Linked DNA regions of Danio rerio: region 2 is linked to region 1. Evidence: chromatin contacts called from public Micro-C data. All regions are on one chromosome and are shown on one strand. The core of a region is the stretch at or near the end of the contact, and the rest is flanking DNA. Distances in the headings are between cores, read along the strand shown.

Region 1 (4,725 bases), core at 1,363-3,862:
AACCTTCACACACACACAAACATCCTTGAACTAATTTCACTCTATGAGGTAAAGCTATCGAGTGCATTTCAATGCCAAAAGCAGCCTGCAGATAGAACTCATAAGTGTATGCAGAGAAGCATGCACACTAATAAAAACAAGCACTAAACATGAGAACCAATAAAAAGTCAAACATTCCCTAATGCCTATATTGTGCATCTAATGTTTCCTGTGATCTACGCAGTGTTACATCATCATGGTTTAAATGACCATCGGGACAAATAGTAACTGAAACACTGTTGACAATAATAAGAACGGCCGTCCTCGTGTGCTAGAAAAGCAGAAGTGGCAGTGACTATTGAGAAACCAACAGTCACATGCCTCGAGAAGCGTCACGTCCTCTTGTTGACTATTAGTTATCTCTTGCATCTAAGAAAATCCACAAGCTACTCTGGTAAATAAAACATGCCACTTTTTAGAATTTTATGCAAATAATGCTCTACATTAATACTTTTGCTAAATTTTAAAATAAAACATGATCGGAAGCTTACACAAAATAAATATAAATTATGTTTCACTCAAGTTTATGCCTAGGAATCATACATGTTGTTACAGGGTTTCAACAAGTCTTTTAAGAGCCTTTTAAGACAATTATGAATGAAATTTTAGATTTATACAGGGCTAAACACTAATGATTAATTCTATTGGCCCCATTGGCCCAATGGATTTTATTTTTGCTTGCCACAAAAAAATAAATGTAATTATTTCTTAGCGACATACTTTAATGCGTCTAAACAAGAAAACTTTAGTTGTATAGACTATTTTCAACACAACATTTCTTTTTTTTCTTTTTAATGACAAGTTCAACATTGTTAAAAGTATATTTATTGTGAAGGGAATTACATAATCAAAAATATTTATTTGTTGGCTTTTGGTCCAAATTGATTGAGTATAACTTCTATTTAACCTAATGCATTTCAGTTATAAAACCTTAAGTTTCATGCCTATTGATAAATATTATGTCTACTCGCCCTTGCTTCTGTTAATAGTTTGTGTATGAATGGAAGATAACATAAAGGGATAAATTGCTCTGTTATTATTATGAGGAACTGTAATTGTTTTAGCTGTCTTTCCCTGATTTGATTGTTGGCAATTGGATGGTTGTCAGCCTGACTGGGTAGCTTTACCTGAACAGAGAAAAATGAAGACTTGTTTAAAATGATTTAAGACATAAAACTCAATATTTCAGTGAATTAAGGAGTTTTTAAGCTTTGTTTTTGACCTTTAAGACTTTTTAAAACTTTTTAAGACTCCGCGGATACCCTGTGTTCATATATGCATATACATGTGTATAAACACACATACATGTATGTGTACACAATACATATGCACGTTGACGTCTGCATACATAACATTTCATCTAAATAGTGGAGAATATACAGTACAAATTGGCATAAATAATACTGAATCACTATGCCAGAATTTCCAAAAATTTACTTGAAGGTCGATCAAGGCCATTATGGATGGTTTAATCTAAATTTCAATGTCATAATTCAATAGTTTACATTTTTAAAATGCTAAACTGCCCCTTTCACACCCTTAAACATTTCAAAACAGTGGCGACGCAAAATAAACATTTTAAGTTCTTAAGAGAAGCTTTCAGTCAGCAGTCTTTAAACCTAATGCAAATAAATGATTTAGAGTATTTTTGTGGAACGTAAAGGTCCCCCGTGGAACAGTAAGTGCCAAAAACATATATATTATTTTAGAGCCTAACCTCTCCAATGGAAACATACACATTTTAAATATACCATGTTAACCAATACATGTTTACGTTCATAATTTTGCATTGTAATTTCTGCAATTGTAAGAAGCCCAGTTTTGCGAGAATGTCATAGTCTGCCGTCATGTCAATAAATCAATGCTGTTCTGGTCCTATTGATAACGTTCAAGCGTTTACTATCGGTTGACGAGCAGTTAAAACACAAACAATACGAGACGAGCAGGCTGAAGCGTCATGAGCACGCGCACCGCAGTCTGTCAAGCACAAAGACAATGCTCGCGGTGCACGAGCTCTGGGATGCATCGCTATGTCGCGGTCAAAACAAAAACAATGCTCGCTCTTGCGACAGCTGCGAATGCGCCCGAACGATTCATCAGCAAGCCCGTGACATTTACCTCCAGGAGTCGTGCTAAAAAGGGTCCCCCCGGGTGTTGTCGAGTAATCATGAGGCAGATGGGCCGCATCGTTGAGTATGACTCGTCTGGTGGTTGGAATTGCCTGACTGGTGGTCTTCTGACTGCCCATGGACATTTTCAACACTATTGCAAGCACAAACTCAGCCAGCTGCCTTGATCAAATAGTGTCTTTGCACCTTGAAGCAGAAGAACAAAACAATTCAGCTCTAATTTTCAGCAGGTAAATGTATTCTGTTGTCAGCGGTTCAGTATCAAGTTACTTTTGTAGAATTGTTTACCTTGTCCGTTTGTGGCAAACGTGACTACATACAAAAATAAATAATACTAAATATTTGAGCCTGTATGGCACTTCATTCACTCATTCACACTCGCAAACTAGCTAAAAATGCTAGGCTTCTCCGCGACCACGTTTTCTTTCTCACTCCTCATGCACACACACCACGCACTCAACAAAACACGAGCAGGAAAGAGCTATTTAAAAAGGAGACCTCGGCCACCGGTGCCCCCTCCGGCGAGCAACGGAACTGCAAGACACAGATGGGAAATGTAGTTTTTTCCCGATGTTTACACGAGTTGTTACCGCTGCACTGATTCATCATTTAATAATGAATCACATATTAATATCTACAGTATTTTTTCTTTTTCTCTTTTAAACTGGTCTGCCTTTATTTATCTCCCAAATTGTTTAATGTTTCATCCTAAAGCATAATAGATATTTAATGAAAAAATGGCAAATTACATCTACTAAAACATATAAAAATGTAATTTTTATGAAATGTAATTATAATGATAAAAACGTAAACATATTTTAGATACCACAATTCTCAGTTTCTCTCAGTGTACTGGACTCATTAGGTAAAGCTTTGAATAAAATGTATGTTATTATTTGTTTTATTCTGTAAAGATCCGATAATTAAAAAAAAAAAAAAATTATTTATAGTTTTTTTCTAAGTTGGTTAAAATTACAAATGCTTTAATTTGTCATGACTTGTAATTAGGATTATACAAACAAATGCGGATTTCTTAACTCTTCTGAAGATACAAATTTGTGTTGTGGTGTTTAAAATTATGGCACCTTTTTTGCCATAAAACAATGCTCTAAATGCCAAGATGTTTATTTTGAATTTGGAAGAAATGTCATCAGTAGTTTACAGAATAATGCAAAAATTACATTTGACTTCAGTGCACTATACACTCACCGGCCACTTTATTAGGTACACCTGTCCAACTGATTGTTAACGCAAAACTATAATCAGCCAATCACAAGGCAGCAACTTAATGCAATTGGGCATGTAGAGATGGTCAAGGTGATCTGCTGTTCAAACCGAGCATCAGAATGAAGAAGAAAGGTGATTTAAGTGACTCTGAACATGGAATAGTTGTTGGTGCCAGGCTGGTCTGAGTATTTCAGAAACTGCTGATCTACTGGGATTTTCACGCACAGCCATCTCTAGGGTTTACAGAGGATGGTCTGAAAATAAGAAAATATCCAGTGAGCGGCAGAAGTGCAAATGCCTTGTTGATGCTAGAGGTCAGAGGAGAATGGCCAGACTCTTGAGCTGATAGAAATGCAAGAGTAACTGAAATAAGCGCTCAATACAAATGAAGTGTGCAGAAGACCATCTCTGAACGAACAACACCTCCAACCTTGAAGCGGATGGGCTACAGCAGCAGAAGACAACACCAAGTGCCACTCCTGTCAGCTAAGAACAGGAAACTGAGGCTACGATTCCCACAGGCTCACCAAAATTGGACGATAGAAGATTGGAAAAACGTTGCCTGGCCTGATGAGTTTTTGTTTCTGCTGCAACATTCAGATGGTAGGGTCAGAATTTGGCGTCAACATGAAAGCATGGATCCATCCTGCCTTGTAGCAGTGCCACGAAGCATTAAGGGAGTTCTGAAGGCAAAAGTGGGTCTAACCCGGTACTAATAAGGTGTGCGTATTAAAGTGGCCAGTGAGTGTAAATCATAAATACGAAAAACGGAGAATCATCATGTGGTGTCTCAATATTTACATAAACGCATATATATTTCAGCTGCGGTGAATATTCAGCAGTAGGAGCGCGAAATGATCTTAAAGCAATTCTGTAATGCCCATTCATTCCCTCTGAAGTCAATGCTAGATTTATAAATGCATAAATCGCACATTTTCTTACACACGCACACAGTGTCACAATATGTCACATCTTTCTTTATTAACTTTTGTAAATGGTCTGAGCTGGTGTGCAGGGTAAATGGTCTATACATATCTTCATATCAGAATGAATCTGAATAAAAGGCTTGTATACATATTCAATGTCCGTGTTTCCTTTTTCCGTTACAATAAAAAACAAAAGAAACGAAAACATGTTGAAATAGCTACAAAGCCTTTACATTCCCCATGACATGGGTATGTTCGTATTACTGGAATCTAACTAATATACTTAAAGTACATCCATAACAACTCTAATAAGGGTGCATAGCATTCTAATTAAATATAGTTTGTCATATATTTATACATATATTCTTTATTAAAAACATCTTTTTTTTCTGTGCATGTGCGCA
Region 2 (4,725 bases), core at 1,522-4,021, 250 kb after region 1:
ATAAGAGATCTTAAAGATGTACATTTTATGTGACCCCAAAAATATAAAAATGATCAAAAAATTTGCAAAATTCTTCTTTTCAACATAAATTGTAAAATATTTTATTAGATTTATTATAGAAAGCTTGATGTCACACTGAAGATTGAATGTGAAAAAGCTTTTTTTATTTCCTTCAGTACTTTTTTGGACTATAATTTTTAATAAGCAAGCGAAACCATTATAATCTTGTCCAATAGTGATATTTTTCTGCATTTACTTATTTTTGCAGAGGAAGGAAACTGATGTATAATGGTCCAGCTGTGGTGAGTAACATATGAATCATTATGTTGTTTAGGTCTAAATGCGTGTAAAGATTAAGTCTCCAGTAATGGTATTTTCTTTTCTAGTCCAGAGGAAGGCACATTAACAAAAAACCAATGTGTAGCACCCCGGCACAAAGAATGAGAGCAGGAGGTAGCACATCATTTCACATTGAATTGTTTATGCATCTAACAATTAGAATAGTAACTAATAGAATGTAAGTGTTAACTAAGTATATTCTTCTTATTTAGACACATCTATGGATACTGGTGCTGACCTCTCAGAGATTGACGCTCGACTTCAGGCCCTGCAGGACTACATGCGGGACCTCGACACAGGACACTAACTAATCCCTATGGATTGAGATGCTGATCTAGGCATTTTGCACAAAAACTGAGACTGAAAAAAACAGACAATCAATTCTTTAAAACACTGTGTACAGATGCGTCTGTAGTCATTTTACTATTGAAACTCGAATGCTGTTTGTTTTCTCTATCCCTAATGTAACTTTGGGCTTGGCTCAAAATGCTGTTACACTGGCTTTATGAAGGGGCTTTTTAAGACTGTTGCCATATCAGACTTGAAGAAAACCAGAAGTGTCCAAAAAGTATGACCTCAGGATATATGTTTTGGTTTGTTTTTTTTAAAAGGCATTCCTGTGTATGTTTTATGAATTAGTGTTTTTTTGACCATTGTTGTTTTGTTTTTTAACATGATTAGTGTGTATGTTTTATGTCTGTTTTAGATGCTTTCAATTTTTGTGATTCTTAAAAACAAAACTTTTTATATCAAATAATTTTGCAGTTTATGTCTATTCTTGACACACTTTGGAATTATATAATGCAACAGATATTTTGCCTGAAATTTGGCCATTTAATTGTTATTTTTTCATTTCCACTAAGGTCTCAAATTGGTAATGCGAGCTCACTAAATTTAGTTTTTTACAAAAATCTAAACATTAGATTTTTTTTAGATGTGAAAATATGGGCAGCACTTTTAAACTTTTGTTGGTATAAAAATACAATGTTTGTCTTTGGATTAACATCTGCTATAAGGTACAGTCCATTTAACTAATAAAGTATTTATGGTACTAAAGTGTGGTGCCATAAAATCACCTTAAATTATTTTTTAATAAAAAATCATTTGAACTACAAGTATGATCATTTTATTGAAAAAAAAAAAAAAGATTTCCAAAATGTGAGTCATTAGTCCTTTTCACACAGTGATAACGGTAAATATCCGGAAAAATTCTGGAACGACTTTTCTGGTAAATTCATAAAAAAGCTGTTCACACAGGCACGGACGTTCTGTAATTTTTTCAGAAAAGACCATTAACATATCCATTCTAAAACACCAGAAAATTCTGGTATCATTAACCACAAATGACCTCTAAAATGGCTGCGGTTAGATTTGTAAACATAGAAGCGGTCTGCCTTTTCTTGATGGTTTGACTTTTATTTAAAGCTTTAGCATTTCTGCAGCTGCTTTCTGAGACATCTAAAGGCAGAAGCGTGCGCCGCAGCTAAATGTTTACACACTTGACCACATAACAAATTCTGTAGATGGGTAAGTATTGTGAACAACTTCGATGAAAACATGGAGGAACACTTTCACATGTCGAGATGTATGTAATATGTGTGTGTGCTGGTGCTCACTGGCTCCTTCATGTGCACATGTGTCGAGCAACTGAAGCAGAGCTTGAAGGTAAACAAACAGCAGTTTATCATGAGCATTTTATCAATAATTTTTTACAAAGTTGGCATTAAGAAGGAACATAGAAACGCTATCTGGCTAACATCTAGCAGTTAAATGTGTCTGGAAAAACATTCAAAAGCTTTTATTTCCATAGATGTTAATGCGTCTGGCTTAAGTAGGCATCTCACATCAGCGGGTTCTAGATTTGAACTCGCTCTCTGACAATCTTCTGCATTCACACAGTGCAGCATTCTGTCAAATTACCAGTAATGTTACAACTTCTCTTTCCCTACAGGTATTTTCAAAAAGGGCCTGTTCATACACGCAGACCTTTGTGGAAAATTCCCAGTAATCAGGTCTGTATGTGTTAAAGGGGCTATAGATTAACGTCAATTTGAGCGGCCTTAAAACATACAGGCAGGTATGTAAGTTTGCCTGCATTATTTTTTTTTTTATTACTCTCAAAGAGGTATACAATGTACTACTGAAGAAAAAAAGTGACCTACATTTTAGATAGCCCAATTCCCCATCCACACTACGAGCGACAATCAGAGACAAGCGACCACTAACACTACCCGACTTCAATTTCCCCTCAGGGCGACAAGCAGCTTCAAAGTTGCTGCTAGTGTGAATGCACTGCGGTCATTATTAATTTCTGTGTGAACTGTCCCTACGTCGTCTACCACCGGTTAGGTGGCGCTGTAAATCTGATTCTCATGTGACCTCTTCATGTTTGGCTCTGTTGCTTTAAAGAAAGGTGGGCGGGGTAAAACTGCAGTCTGTTCACGCGACGCTTTAACAGCGTTCAGCAAATAACACATTTTCCAATATCGCTGATAGACACATGAGCGTTTTAGTTCTTTAATACCTGCGGAATCTTTACTTTTTCACGTGATTGTATTCATACATGTACAGAATGCATTTAAAGCCCCTGAAGCGTTAAAACACTGGCCCAATATTGCTTTATTTTTGCATCCAAGCGAGGCGTCGCACACAAGGAGCGGCGGCGGTGCCCAGCGCGAGCCGGTTACGCGCCCTAATCTGGATAAACCCATCAACAACCTCAATGATCTAGTAGATCAGAAGCCGCGTGATGACCAAAACGCCCGATACCCCTGCCCCCTGCGTGGGTATGGGTGAAACCCAGCACAGCCACCCAGAAGAGCTGCTCTCCAGGCGCGCTCGCGTCGCTGTCCCCGAGCTGGTTGTGACCTGCGAGTGCGAGCAGAGCCCCCGGGGACCTTGCTCCTGTTCCCATCGCAACCCCGACGAGGAGTCCATCTGCTCGGACAGCGGACTCAGCGGCTCCCCCGCCTCGTCCCTGGCGCTCAGAAAACTCTCCAACTCGTCCTCAAGCGGCCTCTCGCCGGCTTCATCTTTTGAGGAATGCGAAGAGGATTTGCTGGGATACGTTGACTTTAACGTTAATCAGTCTCCAGGCGAAGCGCTCACGGTAAGAGTCTGTTTTACAGTTCAGGGATCAGTTCAGGACTTCAGGTTTACCCATGCGGAATTTTTTATATGTAAAAATATATGTAAACTGCCGTCTTATAGAATATTTTGAAATATTGCATATGATATATTTTATGTGGAGACCAAACATGAACTTGCAAGACATATGTAATTTGCATATCGCCTATTGCTCTGTTTCAGATTTCTTGGTTAACTTACAAAGTAAGATATTAAACATGTACTGCAAACGGTGAAAATTAAAGGGTGAAGTATTGCTTTTGGGGAATTGTATCTTCCCTTACAGAAGTGAACCATGGTTTAATAGTAAAAATCTGGATGATTGACCATTTGTTTATAACAGATAACTTACGCATACCATACGTTGCTAATGGTTGATTTGTGGTTCTAATGGTTTGACTACAAACACGTTTTGTGGTTAATTTTCTTAAAACCTGAGTATACATAGGTCTATTATATAATAATTTCATGTTTTCTCGTTGATTTATCCTATAAAAATAGCATTTACTTTTATCCTATCAATAATTCTCACTCAAGTTAAATTTTATGTAAAGAGTCAGTGGACTTTATGTGGTGTGTAAACACTGATAACGCTGTTAGAACAGTAGTTGACCTAAATCAATGTCATCATTTTATCAGTGCCATAATTTCCCAAATGCCAATGAAAAGCCTTAGAATTACGGAAATACTACGTTTTCAGAATATTAGAATGAGAGCTGTTTCATCTTAAGTCATTTCTAAAAGCTAAGCTGTCTGTTCACATATTTTAAAATACTTGAGTATTTCACCTGAGTACAGTTACTTTTGTAACTTTTGTTATTTTTGTAGGTGTTTTTGACTTTGTATTTTGAAGGGCACCAATTTGACCTCTTTTACAAGATGTAAGAAAAACCTTTTGGTGTCCCCAGAGTGTATCTATAAAGTTTCAGCTCAAAATACCCATCAGATTACTTATTATAGCTTCCAGAATCAGCCCATTACGGTGTGCAAATACATTGTAGCTGTTTTTGTATCCTTTAGCTTCAAATGCAAATGAGCTGCTTCTCCCCGCCCACTATTCTCTCGTGTGTCTGGTTCTCGGTTACAACAGATAAACAGCAGTCAGTGATAGAGACAGACATGGATAAAGCTAAAATAAAGCTCCTTAGTCAAAAAATAAAATAAAGTAAGTTTATTTGATGTATTTGTGGTGGAGTTTATTCAAGCCTTTCTGAAATAATGAGTCTGACACCATAAGGCTGTGGTGATTATAGCGGTTAA

Evidence for each region. Hi-C and Micro-C count contacts between places; a contact is called where the count stands out from the background.
Region 2: a Micro-C map of caudal fin shows a contact between it and region 1, with 4 times the contacts expected there. The contact joins the promoter of itpkca here to the promoter of eif4ebp1 in region 1. A contact is called at or near these places in 2 of 18 Hi-C or Micro-C datasets (caudal fin and an unstated tissue).

What each region holds. Positions count from the first base shown.
Region 1 is chr21:22,485,760-22,490,484 of GRCz12tu, forward strand. It overlaps eif4ebp1 (eukaryotic translation initiation factor 4E binding protein 1), which reads right to left and starts at 2,613. Exons shown (of 4, transcript NM_199645.1): 1 at 2,457-2,613; 2 at 2,158-2,354. The coding sequence starts at 2,293. It overlaps ank1b (ankyrin 1, erythrocytic b), which reads right to left. Exons shown (of 42, transcript XM_073935275.1): 42 at 4,352-4,725.
Region 2 is chr21:22,733,746-22,738,470 of GRCz12tu, forward strand. itpkca (inositol-trisphosphate 3-kinase Ca) reads left to right here and starts at 2,772. Exons shown (of 7, transcript XM_681366.11): 1 at 2,772-3,448. The coding sequence starts at 3,089. It overlaps ccdc61 (coiled-coil domain containing 61), which reads left to right. Exons shown (of 13, transcript NM_001077166.1): 11 at 269-302; 12 at 387-453; 13 at 552-1,454. The coding sequence ends at 646.